2 separate regions of the Oncorhynchus mykiss genome follow, and region 1 is linked to region 2. Evidence: chromatin contacts called from public Hi-C data. All regions are on one chromosome and are shown on one strand. The core of a region is the stretch at or near the end of the contact, and the rest is flanking DNA. Distances in the headings are between cores, read along the strand shown. Region 1 overlaps LOC110539173 (E3 ubiquitin-protein ligase znrf2). Region 2 holds the start of LOC110539173 (E3 ubiquitin-protein ligase znrf2).

The links. A called contact is a pair of places that touch in the nucleus more often than the background predicts.
Region 1: a Hi-C map of liver shows a contact between it and region 2, with 4 times the contacts expected there. A contact is called at or near these places in 2 of 3 Hi-C or Micro-C datasets (blood and liver).

Annotation. Positions count from the first base shown.
Region 1 is chr2:26,538,971-26,541,670 of USDA_OmykA_1.1, reverse strand. All of the region lies in intron 2 of LOC110539173 (E3 ubiquitin-protein ligase znrf2), which reads right to left. Among protein-coding and RNA genes, the nearest start is that of LOC110539162, 19 kb to the left of the region's middle.
Region 2 is chr2:26,451,412-26,454,111 of USDA_OmykA_1.1, reverse strand. LOC110539173 (E3 ubiquitin-protein ligase znrf2) reads right to left here and starts at 1,431. Exons shown (of 5, transcript XM_021626136.2): 1 at 319-1,431. The coding sequence starts at 730.

The DNA.
Region 1 (2,700 bases), core at 166-2,665, 88 kb before region 2:
GATAGAGAGAACACCTATGAGGATCAAAACACACACACCAAAATGATACCGCCATTATTGGCTAAGAATGATTTCATTTACACTTCAATTCCTGAAGGGGGAGCTCTATATCCATGGTTAAACCCTAGTGGTCCATATGGACCAAACTGGCATTGGGAGCAGGCTCTAATGCAGTGGGACATGTGATGTCATGATGAGAGGAGGGGGAGGTGGAGAGGTGCATTTGGTCTTTCCTCCTTACAAACAACAACACACAGTTTAAAGCAAGTGCTGTTCTGCATCAAGCTCTCAATAGTGTGGAATTGATAGGAGGAATCCCACTACTACAGTGTTCTGTTATCGCTCCAAATCAAATCAAATTGTATTGGTCACATACACATGGTTAGCAGATGTTAATGCGAGTGTAGCGAAATGCTGACAACACAGCATTTCTCTGTCATAGGATCCCTCCTGAGGTCTCAGAACGGCATTACAACCATCTATTCTCTATATTAATCTATTTACCATGTCAGACTCACACAAGTGTTTGCATACCTGTTCCATTGTGTCTGCCTGGGTTAATAATTTGCATAACTCAACCACTATCTTTATTTCAACAGTTGGTTCTGTGGTTGTATATGTCATGTTATCTACAGCCCTCAGACCAAATCCTGCTTCAATAATTGATTATTTACTCATACTGGAAGCAAGTGAGAATGAAAACTGCTCTCATGCACTGCTCTCTCTCTCTCATTTGTTGGATATTTTTATCTGATGTGTTATAGAAACACATGTTACTGGCTCAGCTGACAGCTACAGGAAACACAGATTGGGGGCAAGGGACTCAGAAAAAGGACACACACACATGTACATGCACACACACACACCAGAGGGTTATGGCTTCATTAAAACACCAGGCTACTGTTCCTGTAAAAACTGACCAACACACTCAGTGTGTGTTAAACAGAGAGCAGGACAGCAGGCATAGAGAGCGAGAGAGAGAAAGAGAAAGAGAGAGAGAGAGAGAGAGAGAGAGAGAGAGGGGGAGGCAGAGAGAGAGAGAGAGGGAGAGAGAGAGAGGGAGAGGGAGAGAGAGGGAGGGAGATGGAGGTGGCTATGTTTATTGTTGTAACACTTTACATAGCCATAATATGACATTTGAAATGTCTCTATTCCTCTTTTGTGACTGTCATGTTTACAGTACATTTTGATTGTGTATGTTACCTTTGTTACTTATCTATTTAACTTGTTTGGCAATGTAAACATATGTTTCCTATGCCAATAAAGCCCTTTGAGTTGAAATGAGAGCGAAAGAGAGGGAGAGCGAGAGAGAGACAGGGAGAGAGGGAGCGAGAGAGCGAGAGAGAGCGAGAGAGTGGGAGAGAGAGATCATTCCTCTATAAATAATCTACTACCACTTGAGTTTTGATGTTGGTGACCTTGCACGTACACGCACACACGTACACAAATACATTACGTACACACACGTACACACACCCACACCCAAACCCACACATTGCAGGAGGTGTCTTCAGCTGGAATATGATGCAATTTCAAGAAAATTGTTATTATTATTTAATTAGAGTTCAATATTATTTAATTATAGTCCAATTCAAAAGCTTTAAGAACTATGTATTGGAGATATCGGACCCCTTCTATCCCACAGTGTTAGTTTCCTTGTTAAATTGTCAATTCTTCCTTTATTCCAGACAGTTAGAGAAGAACAAGAGTCTTCACACACAGAGATGCGTACAAAGCTATCCCTCGCCCTCCATTTGGCAAATCTGACCATAATTCTATCCTCCTGATTCCTGCTTACAATCAAAAATAAAAGCAGGAAGCACCAGTGACTCGGCCAATAAAAAAGTGATCAGATGAAGCGGATGATAAACTACAGGACTGTTTTGCTACAGACTGTAATATGTTTCGGGATTCTTCCGAATGCATTGAGGAGTACACCACATCAGTCACTGGTTTAATCAATAAGTGCATTGATGATGTCATCCCCACAGTGACTGTGCGTACATACTCTAAACAGAAGCCATGGATTACAGGCAACATCCGCACTGAGCTAAAGGCTAGAGCTGCCACTTTCAAGGAGCGGGACTCTAACCCGGAAGCTTATGAGAAATACCGTTATGCCCTCCGACGAACCATCAATCAGGCAAAGTGTCAATACAGGACCAAGATCGAATCGTACTACACTGGCTTCAACGTTCGTCAGATGTGGCAGGGCTTGCAAAGTATTACAGACTACACAGCGGAGAGCTGCCCAGTGACACATGCCTACCAGACGAACTAAACTACTTCTTCTATGCTCGCTTTGAGGCAAGTAATTCTGAAACATGCATGAGAGCATCAGCTGTTTCGGACGACTGTGTGATCCCACTCTCCACAGCCCATGTGAGTAAGAACTTAAACAGGTCAACATTCACAAGGCCGCAGGGCCAGACGGATTACCAGGACATGTACTGCAAGCATGCGCTGACCAACTGGCAAGTGTCTTCACTGACAATTTCAACCTCTCCCTGTCTGAGTCTGTAATACCAACATGTTTCAAGCAGACCACCATAGTCCCTGTGCCAAAGAACACTAAGGTAACCTGCCTAAATGACTACCGACCTATAGCACTCACGTCTGTAGCCATGAAGTGCTTTGAAAGGCTGGTCATGGCTCACATTAACACCATCATCCCAGAAATCCTAGACCCACTCCAATTTG
Region 2 (2,700 bases), core at 182-2,681:
GAGGAGGATGAAGATGGGGCAGATAAGGAGGAGGAAGAGGATGAGGCGGGGGTTATTGAATCGTAGCCTATCCATTCTGACTGTAATCTATGATCATCTAAAATGTTACAACACTATTGTTACACAGTTAAAACTACAAACATGTCGTCAAGGTGCAAGTAGCTGTAAAACTGAGGTTAGGACACATTTGGTCCACACTGTTGAGTAACAGGTGTAAAACACATTTAGACAGAGTTCAGTGAATAAAACAGATTCAACACTACACAGACACACGTTGCTTGCTGCATGTTGCTACCTTATTGTCAGCCAGTCTCTTACCTCCAAAAAGGTGAGGCGAAAGGTGTGCTGGTAATGATCCAATCAACAACCGGGGACCCCCTAGCCCCCCGCTGGACCTGTCCCTCTCTGCCTCCTCCGGGGTGCTGCTGCCAGACTCCTGTGAGCTGTAGGCTCCCCTGCTGTCAGGGATGTTGATGCCTGACTGGGGTCTTGGCCCTGACCCTCCAGAACTGCCTCCCACGGACCTCGTCCTATGGCCAATGTGTTGACTGGAGGTCGCTGTGGTTCCCGAGGCCCCGTGAGCCGACTGGCCGTACACGTGATAGCTCATTGCCATCGCTGCAGTCCTACCGTTCCCATTGCTGGTAGTAGAGGTGCTCGAAGGTAGATCCGAGCCCGAGTAAGCCCTGGTCCGTCCGTTAGCGGCTGGGCTGCTCTGCTTAGCCCCCATGTCGGTCGCTGGTGCAAACACACGTCCACAAATTTACCCGGAATTACTAAAGGGCTCGTGCAGCACGGTGGCGGTCAGTGAGTGTGCCACATTTAAAACGCAAAGGGACACAAACACACGACCACCCAGTCCAGGGCAGTGTTTAAAATAAAAATACCAAAAGTGGAAATTATACGTCGTTACGACCCCAATGACAGGTTGAAAATGTCAATGAATAAAAGTAACTGACAGCGATGCAAAACAACGGGTTGGAAAGCTGTCCTTACGGTGCGCTAAAACAAAGTAAACACGCTTGACATTAAAACTTTGCGAATAGTTCATAACATGTCACGAACATAATCCAGAATAAGTAGTTGTAGCCATTTTGCAGTTATCGAATCTTTCCTCGTCCCGGTTGCTTGTTTTGGATTAATATGCTTTGACTGTTGTTTTCTGAATAATAACAGTCCGCCGCCATATGTCCTCTCTATCATACGAAAGTAAAGAGCCACGTTCCCCACGCTTCCTTGTTAGCCGACCGCAGGCAGTCACAGTGAAAGTATTATAATGTAGGAGGAAGTGATAGAGGGAAGGGGATGACAGAAACAGCAGAGCAGAAACGACAATAGCCGGGACGGGGCTACGTGCGCACAGCACTGAGCACTGACTTGGTTGCCGAGTGAGTCGAGTTTGGAGGCGGATCCTCTGTCCTTGTGCGTCAGGTTACGTCAGCACCAGCAGAGCACAAGCCAAGCGACATCAATAACAAAAGCAAGCCTCACTCAGGAGTGGCAAGTTTGGGCAATAGGACCAAGGACAGTGGGAAAGGACTGAGGATACTTTTAGTACCTGTTAAATTATACGCATTTGTTGCTGGAAACGAGACACAAATAGATCTAGGCAAACCTGCAAACTCAGTCATGGTTCATGTCCCTCTTATAAAACATAATAAACCATAGACTCTAGGAATAAACTGATAAACTACAGTTTCAAGAATCCATTCACATGCATAACATTCAATTATTTTTTGGTGACATTTATTGCAGAGGCCTACAGCCATACTTATCTAGAATAGTAGGTCAGATGTAACCCAGTTAAGACATGACTGTCATGTAACCTACAAAGGGTTAATCCAGGATCAAAATAACCTATGCCACAACATTTTGCATATCATTGTCTGGAACAAGTAAAACATTATACAATGTTTCAATTTGTTGATGATGTCACAATGATGATGATGATGTCACATATTTCTTGTTGATTCATATTTGGTTATGTTCAATTAAGTACACACACAGCCATTTTTTTTTTAAAGATAATCAACATTATTGCAAACACATATTTTGAAAACTAAAATCCCAGTGGCTACATGCATAGAGAATGGTGCAATATATTTATTAAGCACATCGACAGATTTTTCACATAGTCGGCTCGGCGATTCAAACCAGCGAAACATATCAGTGTGCTCTTTCTCTCTCTGTCAGTATTCTCTCCATATTATCAGCAATAGCAGCGTTCAGATAGCAGTACAGTCAGTAATACATTTGAATAAAGAAGACAGAATTGGCATATTTAGGGCTAGGTGTCCCGTCAGCACAATTCAAATAAATAATTGTAAAAATTCTGGATATTAAATATCTAGGTACATACATGTCTTATATCGGTTAAAAGCTTAAATTCTTGTTAATCTAACTGCATTGTCCGATTTACAATATGCTTTACAGTGAGAGCATGCCATGCGATTGAGGATGGCGCCCCACATCAACACATTTTTCAACCAGCACAGGATTCATAAAATCACAAATAGCGATTAAATAATCACTTACTTTTTGAAAATCTTCCTCTGATTTGTAATCCAAAGGGTCCCAGCTACAACATACATGGTCGTTTTGTTAGATAAAATCCTTCTTTATATCCCCAAAAGTCTGTTTAGTTGGCGCCATCGATATGAGTTCAACATGCAGAGAAAGGAATCCAAAAAGCTACCTCTA